Linked DNA regions of Anser cygnoides: region 2 is linked to region 1. Evidence: chromatin contacts called from public Hi-C data. All regions are on one chromosome and are shown on one strand. Each heading gives the region's core, a stretch centred on a gene start, on an enhancer-like site or on the middle of the called end of the contact. The rest is flanking DNA. Distances are from core to core; before and after follow the strand shown. Region 1 overlaps WDR59 (WD repeat domain 59). Region 2 holds the start of CFDP1 (craniofacial development protein 1).

Region 1 (7,154 bases), core at 3,275-5,774:
AACCCACTGAATGCCGAGTGGGTCAGCGGTGACTCTTAATTGCTTCCTCTCCCCTGCGAGTCTGTTTTAAATGGATCTTTCAGAAGAAGTTGTACCAACTATTAGATGGGTGTACGGTGCAGGGACCCTCCCCCTGCTCAGAGCTGCAGGCACCCAGTTAACCCCTCGCATCGCTGCCCAGAGCACAGCCTCCAGTGTATCCCAGCCCCAGAACTGGTGCACCCAGCACTCACCTTATCTGTGGTGCGCTGGCAGTGGCAGGGGAAGGAGAGCGTGGGATGGGGAGGCTGCTGTCAGAGTTGAATCCTGACTAAATTTTCCAGTGTAGGCAGCTAAATATAGGAAATTCCATATTAGAGGTTGGATAATGACACAGAGCACAGCTTTGTTTCCAGAACCTCAGCTGCCATCGACAGAACGAGCACGCCTGGCTTTGGTGCTGCTTTGCGGCGCTGTGTAAAAGCGCACAGATGATGGGAGAGTCCAGATCAGCGAGGATGCTGGCTCAAAGTTGAGCCGGGAGTTGGTTTCTCCTCTGCACTGTGAGTGAATGGGACTCCTGTGCTAGTTCTCCGGGATGTTCAGTACTGTAAACTCCTGCCCTTGGAGCCTGTGCACCCACCAGCTGCAGTCTAAGACAGCTTGTCTGTGAACAATCGAGCAGACCTGAGCCACAGTTGCGCTCTTAGCTGAGTTCGTAGATACATATCCAAGGCTTGAAGTCATCCCCATCTCAAGCAACATTAATCAATCACGCAAGCATTCCTAGTCTGCTTCAGTGCAGGCAACCAAGATAGCTCAGCTCTCCTTCCACTCCTTCCACACAATCTTTTGTGCTGAATTTAGACAGCCCCCGTGCCTCAGTAGAGGGGCGTAGGAAGCAGCTGTGCAGTAGCAAATTCTTAAACACAGCAGCTGTTTGACAAGGGAAACCTAAACTGTATCACAAGGCCTAAACGTGGACATAAATAAGTCTGGATACCTTTATCTGCTGATAGATAGTATGTGGCTAGATGTATTTTGTTACAACTTGAACTTGTCTGGGCATTATCTGAGTCTTTCAGAAGGAAAAGGAGGAAGGATAGAACCAGCTGCTGTAGCTTAGAAATGTTTCGAAAACATCTGCATTGAGATATTTTAGTTCATCACCTGTTTCAACTTTGCAGTTCTCATAAAAATAAATCCATTTCTCAACTACATTATTTCTTCTGGTTAAATAAGCGTTGTTGTTGATCTTGTTCATTCCTAGTTCGAAAACTGGTATCACATTCATTATATTCTGTCTGTAAATTATGCCCTGTTTTGAGCTGTGGTAACTGGTGCAGGAGGGATAAAGGCTGATGAGCCTGGGTCAGTTCAAGGCAGGATAGGACTCAGAGTTCTGCTTTTGTTTAGTGCCTTATCCATAGAATCCTCCCTGCTGGCTTCCTTGTGTCTGTTTACACTAAAAGCAGTGCTGCGATGGGCTCTGCTTTCAGCTGGGTCTATAAGTTTCTGTCCTTTTTAGGTTCTAAAGACTACCAGCTCGTTACGTGGTCCCGCGATCAGACTCTGCGGATGTGGCGGATTGACTCTCAGCTGCAGAGGGTACGTAAACACTTGCACTCTTAAACCGGAGGCAGTTTTCTTAGAGGCTGTGTTCACCTCCCTTTCCTTGCACTCCCAGTCACTCCTCTGGTGTCCTAGAGCTGCAGATGCAGAGCAGCCAGCTGCCACTTTACTTCCCCCTGTAGCTCCAGCCCAGGTGTGGCCAGAAACATCCCCAGGCAGACCTGTGCTGAGGTCTCTGTTCGTGCCGAGGCACTTTGTCATCTAACAGTAAGCATACAAGATATTTAGGGAAGGTGGAGATCAGTTACTACCTGTGTTGCCTCTGGAGATGCTGCCTCTACGGCTGCCAGACGAGGCTCTTTTCATGGCATTCTAGGTATCAGGTAAATGTAGGGATTGTGCCTTCTGCTTCCTCTCGTGTTTCCATTGCCTCTTAGCCTGGTGCAGGCAGTGTGAGTCCTGTTGTTCTGCTGCCTGGCGGCAGTTGCAGAGTGCTGATGCAATTACTAGGACAGCTCTGCTGCGTCAGACCAGAGGTTCACATGGCCATGATGGCCCATATTGCTCCCTCTGTCTCATCTTCAGCTGTGGATGTCTTGGAAGAGGATAAGAAAGAGGCAAGTATGGAGTGACATTTCTCACATGCCCTCCTAGGCTCCTGTAGTTTACAGCTTAAGAGGCTTACCAAGCTTGACCATCTTTGTATCTAATAGAGCTCGATGGACTCCACTTCCCTTGATTTGTTCCGTCTTTTCTTGGACCTGTGTACATTTCTGTCATCCTAAACGTCCCATGATGAGGAGTTTCACGGCTTTTCTGCATGTTGTGTGGAAAAACAGCTCCTTTCATGACTTTATTTGCTACCTGGTAGTTTTGTTTGAAACGTACTAGCTCTTATATTAAAGAAATGAGCAGCCAATCTTACACCATCTTGTCTGTGCTACTGATGATTCTGTAAACCTCCATCATATCCCTCCTCAGCTGCCTCCTTTGTCAGGTCAAAAGGTCTTGATTACTGTCATCCCCTGTACAAGAATTTTGATCATACTTTTGCTTTCACAACCCTTTTTCAGTTCTACTATATCCTTTTTGGGATGGGGATCAGAACTTGTTCTTAGCAAAGAATTCTCAATACTCAGTTTGTTTTTAAATTGCTGGGCATAATTCCATGAAAACATCAGCTTAGTCTGGCCTCTGTTTTGTTCCCTCAGCTTGAATTTGCCATTTTTTGCCTGTATGCATTACTTTATATTTATCTGAACTGAGGTTCATCTTCCAATTTAATACAGTTACTTCTGTAAGGTCTTTCTGTGACTGTTGCCAGCCACTTACGTTACTACCCTGAATAACTTGGTGGCATCAGCAAACCTGGTCATGTCGCTATTCACCTCCTGTTCTAGGTCTTTAATGAATATGTTGAGAAGCATGTGTCCCAGCACAGATCCTGCAGGAGTCCTGCAGGTCTGTAACAAACCTTTTCTGTGAAAAGTGACCCTTTACTCCTACATGATATATTTGTGAATATTTTATTTCTGTCCTGTCTTTGAATCGATTGTTTGTCTCTTCCCTTGTTGGCCCCTGCTCCCCTCTTGTTCTTGGTCTTTATCAAACTACACATATGATGCCATGTTGCTGGTGACCAATGCTGTAATTTGCTATATCATAACCTTATCCTTTCTTCTCTGTGTTTCTTCTCTTCATCTTCCCTTCTTTTATTGTGCTGAACTTTAAAATACAAGTTTTCATGGTCTCTTTCTGGTACAGGACTTGGAGCACTGGGGCCTGTGGTATTTTTATTTACCTGGGCCTCCAAATCCTACTGGAGTGTAAATATCAAAAGCAGGAAGCATACTACTGTCGTATCTGATCTAAAAAATTAAATTACTTCTGACACACACACATTAATTTAAGGACTTAAAGGCATTCACGTGTAGTTTTAAGTAAAACCTCTGTTACTTAGACTGGCCACGTCACTTAAGTGGCTTTTGTAAGTGAGCAGGAGGTTTGGCCAGGCTGTCTGAGGTGACAAAGGGGAGGATGCTGGAAAGGGGAAAATAACGTGTCTTGTCACAGTAACAATGCCAAGGTCTTAAAGCCATGACTGTTGAGTGGACGAACCTACCTTGGAAATCCAGAAATGAGTGGTTTAGTGGTGTTTCCTTCCATGGTTTGGTTTCCATTGTGCAGCATGTGGGTCTGCTTGTTCTTTTCAGTTGTGTGCTAACGATATCCTGGATGGAGTTGATGACCTCGTCGATGGGATTTCTCTTCTGTCGGAGCCGGACAAGACCCTTCATCCCCAGGACTCTGAGCCCCAACATAACTCTGGGCACGGGGATGAGGAAGGTGAGGCAAGTGATGGGTTGTGGAACTCTAAACATGAGCTCTATTTGCGTTGGGAAGATGATGCATCATGGCATAAGAAAGTAACACCATAGGCAAAGCAAAAACTGGTCTTGTTTCAAAGATCAATGGATTCCCAGTTTGGGAGGAGGAAAGCCACGAGGGGTTTCTCGGGCTTGTCCTACCAAATTTTTCTCCTCTAACACAATGATGTCATTCTAGCTGTAAAACAGGTCTCTTCCTTGTCACTACTGGCATTTAATTGCATTGTCTTTAGGTCTTAGCTGTGACTTCCTGACAAGAATAACGTAATCAGAAAGTCAGTTCAGCTTCTTAAGAATATGTTTTGTTTTAAGCTGAGAGATGAGCCCCACAGAAAAGGGAAGGCGCTCTGACACAAACTGCTTACCTGGTATCGAAACCCTTCTGCTAGTCGCTATGTGAACTGGTCTGAGGACATGGACGTGTTGCAGATGTCTTCTCCCAACCACCGAAGTAGTATGGAGAGAGCTGCTGTGTCTTTTTTCACGTGTTGAGGAGAGGTGGCTTAAGGCTGGCAGAGTGGAGGGGGAGGGCTGGCGTCTCTAACCTGTGAGCACCAGAAAGGTGGATGGGAGCGGGCTTAACAGTAAGTATTGATTTGGTTTTATGGAAGAGAAGGCAAACAAAGGCAGGAATGTAAAGGAGGGTTTGTGTGGTTTAGGATCTGGCCGGGTTAAACATTCATGGGTGATAGTGTTTGAAGAGGTTAGAACAGAACAGAAGAGGTTGCATCAGCCGAGACCCAAGGTGAGGATGTGCACATGAATAAGTCCTCTAAAGAGGTTTCTACATCTAATACTGAGGAATAAGAATTGGGTGCTCCCATGGCTTTGTGTCAGCTTGGGTTTAAATTCAGTTCTCCTCTGTAGTGTGGCGCAGTGCTACAATGGATCCCCATGTGGCAAGTTTACAGACAAGCAATTTGTTTCTCCTTTTGGCTTGCCAACAAATTGGAGAGAAGGTGAGGAAATGGTCTAATGACTGTCCACTGAATAAAGGAGGTGGTCTGAGTCTCTTAGGAAGACTAGCTCTTAGGAAGGTAGCTCTTCCTAACTGGAAGTTTCCTGCCCAGTGAAGTTCCTCTGTAAACTCTCCTGTGTGGCAGCAGAACAAGTTTCTAAAAGTTGCCAGCACCTCTACCTACATGAGAGTTTTATAATACGATAGCAAGTACCCTGGCTACCTGTGCTCACCGCGAGCAGTACTGCATGGGGAAGCACAGCCTCTCCTGCTCTAGCGGAGAGCATTGAGAAGGGTTCTTGTTTTTGTCTGCCTGACGTCTTTTTTCCAAAGGAGAGCGTCTTTCACTGTCCTTGACAACATCACATTCATGTGTCCTACGTGGCTTCTTTGTGCATCTGGTTTTGGTTCAGGCTGGTAAGGTTTCCTTTGCGGCCAAAGGGAATAAAAATGACTTTCTGTAGCAGGGCAGATTTTGCTGCAAATAGCATGACTTCAGGATCAATGCGCAAGCAAGTCCCTAGGTAGGAATTTCAGTTCTTTCTAGCCTAAAAGCTATTGTGGACTGTTGATTTCAGCAGCAAAGTCTCTTATGTTACATTAGTAAAGCACTTTGGGGGATCTTTGAAGATAACAGGGCTCTGCAGATAAATCAGAAAGCCCCCCAGCTGTGTCGTCGGTATACAGCTGTCCTCACTGGTTGTTGCCTATGAAAGATCTTTAGGAATCTAGACAAATATGTGGGTTTCTGGGGATTAGAAGCTAATTGGAAGGGAATGGGGATAGAAGACAAAGGGAAGGCAGTGCCCATTTTAGGAACCTCAGAGGTGGCTTTTCAGTAAGCTATGTGGCGTCTTGAGTTAGAAATAATTATCTTCCCTCAGAGCCACTGATCTTCCTTTAATCCTTTTTCCAGCTCCCTATTGTGAAGTATATCTAAGCACTAATAAAATCACAGATAGGAATGAGTAGCTAAGCGTCCTACCTATCCAAATTCAGCAACCAACTGGGCAGCCATAAAGCCAGATATATTTGTCCCAGTAGCAAAGTCAGTGGCTTTCAGGCAAAACCTGGTAAAGGATAGCTTTCTGCATTTCTTTTTTTTTTTTTTTTTCTCCCTAAGAGTAGTCTGTGCAACATCAAGGGTGAAAATGACAGCTGAGTAAATGGGACTTGCCTTGTGTCCTTGGGAACCATCATCAAAAGATATATTTGGCCTTCTTAGGAAAGGTTGCCACACGAAACCCCCTCCAGCAGGAGCTGCCCCTGTCCTAATGAGGTATGTCGCAAGGGTCAAGGCAAGAGCCAGGCACAACAACAGGCAGAGACCAGTTCTTCTGAAACACAGTCCACTTGGCTATTTTAACCCTAATTTCTTGTGTCCCCGCAGTGCTTGCCTGGCTCTTTAAATCTGTCCTGTGTTTGAGGGGTTATTGTCCTCCTGAAAAAACACTGACAGTGGAACTGGACAGTTAGATCCAGCATTTAAATGAGTCCTGAAGAATTACTCACTAGAGTGCTTTGCAACATTAAATGCACACTGCTGCATCAAATGAATTAAACCTCTCTTAGGGCCAGAAATACCCTCTCCTCTCTCCCAAAGCCTTATTCATCAGCTTGCTTTGGACACATTCCCTGAAAGCCACGAGCGGCGGGGTGTGAATCCCAAAGACCAGAGCTCCTCCTGGAGACTGCTTTGGCAGCAGTTCTTTCCTGCTGGACCAAGAGGCTCCACTTCAGATGTTTGTGACTGTGGCAGTACTGTGTGGGGAGGAGAAGGTGTCTCAGATGAGTAGAGACCAGACCATTTAGGGCTGTACAGAATACAGATGGCTTCTGTAACTTTCCTCGGAAACCAGTGTGCAGACAGGTTTGGTGTTTTTTTTAAGAGCAAGTATCTGAAGCCTGCCTCTAAACAACAGCTGAGACCCTCCAGCTCACAGGTTTCTGCCAGGTAAAACTCATATTTCAAGGAGCAGAGAAAAGCCTGTTCTCTTGGCTGCCTCCTGGCATTGCGTGCCAAAGGTCTCCTATAACTTGTCTCGGTCTGTTCTGCATCTCTCCTGTCAGCCTTAAAAGAAGACTTCCTGAATGACCTCCTGGTGGGAAAGAAAACAGACCAGCTGGGGCTGCCTCAAACGCTGCAGCAGGAGTTTTCGCTGATCAACGTGCAGATCCGAAATGTCAACGTGGAGGTAGGGAGTTTCCTTTTGCTGACTGGCTAGGAGGGAATGTGGGCAAGCTGGCTCATCAGAGCC
Region 2 (6,557 bases), core at 3,192-5,691, 110 kb before region 1:
TGCCCCCGGCACGGTTGTTTCCTAAATATTAGGTTATTTTCCTAAACCCGCGCTGTTTGCTCCGCAGTCGCTCCGACAAGTGAGGCTGAACGAGATCTTGCTGGAACACTCGCAGGACGCGGCGCTCATCGCCATGTAGGTGCTGGACCCCCCCTGCTCCCCTTCCTTGCAGTTCTTGGGGCCCGGACCCCGCAGTGCACCCAGAGGGAAAAGCTGGGGGAGCACCGAGAGGTCTGGTCCTGGAGGGAGTGGAGGGGGGAGGCACTTATTTTTAGGAAAAAAGCTGCAAATTGGTGCCGGAGGAGGCCGTGCACTCGCTGAGGCGGCCCCGTCCCGCAGCACGCTGCCCGTGGGCAGGAAGGGGGGCTGCCCCAGCTCCCTCTACATGGCCTGGCTCGAGAGCCTCTCGCGGGACCTGAGGCCGCCCGTCGTCCTGACCAGGGGAAACCAGGAAAACGTCCTGACCTTCTACTGCCAGTGAAGCCCCCAGCGCCTCGCCGCGTGAACGCTTCAGGCCAGTTGTGAGCTGGGCGACTGGGAAGGGGTTTGGGGGAGAAACAAACATGCATGGCTGGCAGCAACGGGGTGCTTTTGGGAATCCCTAATATGCACTGCTGCTGTGCTCTTAGAACAGCTCGTTTTGCTGATCTTGGTCCTTATAGGCTGTATGTAGCTATAAAATAACGCACGCCCTGTAATGCAGGTGCTGCCCCCACCAAAGCCACGCTCCCCAGCTGAGAACCACCCCACGGGGCTGCAGAGAGCAAGGCACCTGCCAGCCCTGGACAGGAGAAACCTGCCCTGCACGAGGCAAAAAGGAGTGTGGCTTCCCGAACCTCGACACTGGCCTCCTCACCACCCCATCCTCCCGCAGAACAAACACACGACTCTGTTCACCTCGATCGTTACAGCATTTACTGATCGTCACCACCAGGATTAGAAGTGCCAGTAGAAAAATAAAACTTTGCACAGATTTCTCTCATACAAAGATTTGTTCGTGACAGTTGTGGTTGCGAGGAGTGAAGTCAGGCTGTCCCTATGCAGACCAGCACGTGGAAGCCAGCTCGAGCAGCGGCGCCTCTCGGGGCGGAAGGTTTCTCGGCGTGGAGTTTCCTGCTGGGCTCTCAGGACACCTCGGCATTTCCATTTTTTTGCAAGCTCTTTACAGCTTTTGGCAAGTTCGCGCTGCAGTAGAGCAGGAATTGTTCTTCTCCCAGGCAGTCGTGGGGTACTTACCCAGCCTCGTGCAACAGCCCTCAGTATTTCCAAATCCCAGCCTTCCCAAATCCTTCTGTCCGAGCAAAGCCACCTGCTGAAGACTCAAGGGATTCCTCTGCTTGGAGGAAGGTGAAGGTAACACCAAAACAACGTGATGAGAGGGAGGAACCTGCATTCACAGCCTGCCCTGGTGCTTCGGCTCAAAACTACGCCGCTGTGTTTGGGTCTGGTTTTATTGCAGGAGGCGAGGAAGGCTGACCCGCCCCGTCCAGCCTCAGCACTTTTAATCCGTCTGGGAAAGGACGGGACGAGTCCGTGAATTGAGCCACGTGCTCCAGGCACAAGCTGTGCACGACGCGATTTGAAATGAGCAGGAAGGGGAAGGCGATCCAAGCAGATCACTCATGACTCCTGCTTTTCGTTTGGGGCAGGGGGGTGGAAGCGCAGAGGGGAGAGGGCCCCCAGAGCCCCACGCAGCAGACCCAGGGCTCAGACCCTGCCTGCCTAAGGAGAAGGGTTTGCATTCAACTCCTAAAATTCACAGCTTTATTCCCTGGATTAATACAGGCTAAAATTTAGCGTATTCTCATTAAAGCTCCTGAAAAACAACTTTCTCCATCCACTGTCAAAGGACTGTTCGAGAGAACCTGAAGAGAGAATTTCGTGATGCACAGCAAGAGAATTTTATGATGCACATGATCCCGTTCAGGGTTGTTTCATCACCTTTGTGGAAGACAACTGGCCGTACGGAGGGGATCAGACACAGAGGGCGAGCTGCTCTGAAAACCCAGCGAGTTCAGAAACAACCCAGGTGGGAAGCGTGGCCTGGGAGGCCAGACACGGACAGCGCCTCCCTTCAGCAACCCAGATGACGGCAGCGGCTACGAAACACGCAGGGACCACAGCAAAGCCCTGGGGCTGGCTACTCCACGCAGCAACAGCCTCAGGATTCAGCCCCAGCTTCCCCAAGGCCCCAAAACCCAGCCCCCAGAGAGCACACCTGAGAGCCCTGACCGCACAGCACACCTCCAGGCAAGCAGGCAGATCAAGAATTAATTAAAAGTCACTTAAAACTAAACCAATGCGTTAGGAGAGAGTGTACCTCGGTGGGTAGGGGTTGAGGGGCATCTAAAATTATGTTTGCGCACCAGTGAAGATGTCCAATTCTCCCACACCGACGTGAGCACGTTCAGCAGGTGAAGTCAGAATGAGTTCAGGAACACAGATCTCCTCCAAAGCCCGAGAAACTACCGCGCACGCCCACACGTGCCCTGGGATTGCTGCTGCGGGCAGCGGGGTGCAGCTCCCGTGCAGGACGTCCAGTGTCTGGAGAGCTTCACAGTAATAAAACTCATTAAAATCACAATCTTTCTCACACCATCTCCCTTGCCCCTGAGGCATGTTCACAACTCTCAGCCACAACTTTTCAGTCTCAGCTATTTAAAATGATTTTTCCTTTTGCTGCTCCCCAGCTTCACCATGAGCATGATCTGGCAGAGACGGGGCCAGAAGAAAAACAATAAAAGAAATTTCTCATGTAAAAAAAAAAAAATCACATTAAAAGAGCTTCGGGTTCACTGCAAACAAAGCAGCAAGAGGTCAAAGCATTAACTGAGCGCTGAAGACACCGCACCAGGCGTGGCTGCTGTTGAGTTACACGCTGCTGCTGCCACAATCTGTCACCTGCAGAAGGTAGCGGAGCCTCCTCCAGGGAAATGAAGTTTCACTTGGCACTTAGCGTTACGAAAATGTAACAAAATTAACAATTTTTATCTTAATTTCTAAAGCAGACCGGGGACCCGTTTAGTGGCGCATTTTGGCCGGGAAGCAGCCAATGCTGCTTGCAGATGTTTGCTCAGGATCGGCGGCACAGCTTCAGCAGTGCCGGGGGGACCTAACCCAGCCGTTACGGTGGTACATGAGCAACAGAAGTTACAGAAAGCACGTTCTCCAACGCATGCGTGTGGCACGCAGCCCTTCAGGTCAGGCTCTGCCGCCGGCCTGGAGGCAGAAAGCCTTCACACAACCTCAAGCAGGGGAGGAAGCGCACGCCGAGGCACCCCTCGAGTTGCGCTCCCTCGTTATTTGCTTCACAGAGCCCGGGCACGGGGCAGATGTTTGGGTTCCCTTCCATTTTCAAGCGCTAGCATCCGAAGAAAAGCTAGAGAGTGGCTAAAATCCGTAGGAACGAAACCACCACCACACAGAACGTCTGACCCACTCCTAAAATGAGGGCTTCGAAGGGAATCATGTTTTTCCCTGCAGCTCTGTAAACTCCTGCGATGGCAGCACCTGCGGAGAGGGGGGAAAAAGCAGAAAGATTACTGCGTGATATGAAAAACACTGCGGTGCCACGGGAACGAGCAGGGAGGGGGCTGACTGGACAAAGTGAGGGGTTCTGCAGAAGCTCTGCAGCCCAGCGGGCAGGGGCAGGGTGCTCGATATGTGATAAATCTTAGCCACGAGGCAACGAATGCGGGTGGCAACAGAGATTCGTGGGGAACAGCGCTGGCAGAGCTCTGCCCAGGCCCCCGTGAGGTCCTGAGCTGTCTGGGGGCACATTTTCAGCCCACGCCAGGACGCTGGCAGCCCACAAACGCAGCCCATTTTTTGCACAGCCCCCAAACCCGGGCGGTTTTTGCCCGAGCCAGGGGACGCGGCCCCCTGTGAGGCACCCGACGGGCAGGCGGGGGGCGGGGGGGCGGCGGCGGCGCCCAGCGCTGGGGCGGGTCCCGTACTGGTGAGGATGCCGGCGGTGATGGGTCCCACGATGCCCATCAGCAGGAGGCCCAGCGACATGAAGCGGCCGTACTTGTGGCGCCGCAGCGTGAAGAGGGCGAGCAGGGCGGCGGGGGCGTGGAAGGAGAGCGAGGAGACGAGCGCCCACAGGAACACGCCGTACCACATCTCTGCGGGGGGACGGCGCCGTCACGGGGGCTCGGCTCGGGGCAGGCCCGGCGGCCTCCGGCGGCCCCCGGGGAAGGCCCGGCCCGGCGCCGAGCCCGGTTCTCGGCCGTGCCCGTACCTGAGAAGGCCGCCAGCGGGTTGGAGTAGGCGGCGGTGCCGTTCCCGGAGCGCGGCACCAGGCGCAGGCTGAGGATCTGCTGCAGCAGCCCGCCGCCCGCCTCGCCGCCCTCCATCGCTTCGTCAGCCCCTCCCTCCCTCTCCGGTCTCGGCCAATAGGAAAGCGCCGCTCGCTGACGGGCGGCGCCGCCCGCCAACCAGCTCCCCGCTGCCATGGCAACGGCCGCGGGCGGAGACCCGGAAGCGGAGGGGCCGGCGGCCGGGCCCCCGGCCGAGGGAGGGCGGCGGGGTCCGCCCCGCCAGGGGGCGCTCGAGGGCGGCGGCGGCGGCGGGGGCGGCGCTCTGGCGGCGGCGGCGGCTCCCGGTGGTTACCGGCGGCTCCATGTCGGGCTCGGAGGAGGAGGCGTACAGCTCGGCCGAGGACGAGGACTACGTGCCCTCGGGTGAGCCTCGCCACCGGGGCGTCCGCTGCTTACCGCGGGGTTCGTTACCGGGAGGTTCGTTACCGGCGGGTTTGGTTACCGAGGGGTTTAATTACCGGGGGGCCGTTGCCGGTTGTGCCCGCAGGCGCGGAGTACAGCGAGGATGACGGCAGCGAGCTGGTGAAGGAGGACGAGGAGCAGCGGGACCGGGACCGGGCCCGGGCCGGGCCGCGGGCAGCCCGCGGCAGGAGCAGCCCCCGCCGCCCCGCCGGCAGGTAGGGACCCGGGGGCGCGGCCGTGCCGGGTGAATTAACCGAAAATCGGTTTTTTTTTGCGCTGTCCGGTGCTCCGCGAGGGCGTGCAGCGTGCCTGGGGGTCCCTCGGGATGCCCGGTGAGGAGAAATGCCTCGTTTCGGGGTGTTTTGTGGGTTGGCGTTGGGATTTAAAAGGATGGGATGCCTTGGAGCCCTCACCAGCGGCTAATTAGATGCGTTAATAACAACAGTAACTTAGCTCTTTTCTATTTGGGAAGCCAAAAGCCCCACACATAAGGGGCACGTTTAAGGCCTCCTCGCCTGGAGGTTCCTGCAGAATCCACGATCCACCTGTACGTCCACCCCGTATGCCCACCTGTAAGCTCCATTCAGGGCTTCTCGCTGCATTTTCCACCTAATTACTGTGGTTTCTGATCAGGGCAGTCCTGTAATTAACCAGCTTCCCCCCTCCGAGGTTAGGGGAAGCCTCCCAGGCAGGTGCTGTAGCCGGGACGTGAAGTGTTTGTATTGTTTCACCCACCTAAGTTTGGGCTCTGGGGTGGTGCCGCGGGATCTCAGCGTGGTTTTTTGGGTGTCTGCTTCCAGGAAGAGGAAGAAAGGAGGTCTCGTGCTAGAGCCCGATGAGAAAGAGGAAGGAAAGGCTCAGGAAAACGAAGAGGAGGAGGGGGATAACTTAAAGCAGGCGGAAAAAGACAGAGAAGAAGAAGAGAAGAAGAAAGAGGACGCGCTTTGGGCCAGCTTCCTTAGCGACGTGGGACAGAAGCCCAAAGTGGCGGTGGCCACGCAAGCTGACAAGGTACCGGGGCCTTCACTGAGGGGATGTGAGAAGGGCCTCAAGTTGGAAAGTGCTGGTTCTGGGTGGCGGCAGCTCCAGTTGGAGCTGTGGAGGGCACGGATTTGTCCCTGCCCCATCTGTTTGTAAGCCTGGAGCCCCACTGTGGGCAAAGCTGGTTGCCTTCCAGGCAGGGAGGTCTGTGACCTGGTGGTGCTGATTTTTTGGAGCTGCTTGTCAGCATCCTCGAGTGTCCCAGGGAGCCCTGGTGGCTTCCCTTCCTGGTGGTGGAGTCCCCTTGTGAAGCAGAAACAGCACAGTGAGGCTTGGTCCGAGTTACCCTTGTGTGTACAACTCTCCCCCGTGGTTTCTTGTGCCTGTCCCGCTGCTCCAAAGCTAGGGACACAGAGGAGAGGCACCACTGCCCCTCTGTCAGCTAAAAGAGTCTTTTGTAACTAAAATCTTGACTCTTGAACAAGCGATGTGTGGGGAGAACAGTTCTCGTTGTGTGACGCTTCTTTCTCTAACTGTTGGAAAGCTGGAGAACAAGTGTCGCTGCGTAAGTTTGCAACTTTCAGAAGAGTCCTTTTATCTGAAGCCTCGTGCTTCTCCCCACCTCAGTTGTTACTGGCTGAACAGCTGAGGTGGTTGTAGATAGACGAGAGAGGAAAAGTTCTCTTCTGAGCAGTTCTCGTTTTATGTGCGGATCACTAGAACATGCGTGGTCTTTAGAAGTTCCCCTGCAGTCTGGAATAATTTATGGAGATGCAGTCCCTCTGCTCTTCTTGTGAACTTCTTATTTTGGATTTGTTTTCTGAAGATCTTCTCAGTGTGTAGTTGATTTTG

What was found. A called contact is a pair of places that touch in the nucleus more often than the background predicts.
Region 2: a Hi-C map of fetal liver shows a contact between it and region 1, with 1.8 times the contacts expected there. The contact joins the promoter of CFDP1 here to the enhancer-like site in region 1. A contact is called at or near these places in 5 of 7 Hi-C or Micro-C datasets (fetal liver, granulosa cells and liver).

The regions. Positions count from the first base shown.
Region 1 is chr12:13,432,406-13,439,559 of Taihu_goose_T2T_genome, reverse strand. It overlaps WDR59 (WD repeat domain 59), which reads left to right. Exons shown (of 25, transcript XM_067004730.1): 10 at 1,508-1,587; 11 at 3,765-3,897; 12 at 6,967-7,091. Among named protein-coding and RNA genes, the nearest start is that of WDR59, 21 kb to the left of the region's middle. Within about 2 kb of position 4,524, at least 1 of the 3 cell types and tissues checked has open chromatin away from gene starts, as enhancers often do. A contact at or near this core is called in fetal liver, where this site is marked.
Region 2 is chr12:13,546,768-13,553,324 of Taihu_goose_T2T_genome, reverse strand. It overlaps CFDP1 (craniofacial development protein 1), which reads left to right and starts at 4,441. Exons shown (of 6, transcript XM_067004672.1): 1 at 4,441-4,685; 2 at 5,525-5,735. The coding sequence starts at 4,456. It overlaps TMEM170A (transmembrane protein 170A), which reads right to left and starts at 4,402. Exons shown (of 3, transcript XM_048078758.2): 1 at 4,244-4,402; 2 at 3,957-4,127; 3 at 899-3,510. The coding sequence starts at 4,358. The coding sequence ends at 3,380. It overlaps SLC12A3 (solute carrier family 12 member 3), which reads left to right. Exons shown (of 26, transcript XM_067004668.1): 24 at 68-135; 25 at 340-521; 26 at 704-988. The coding sequence ends at 481.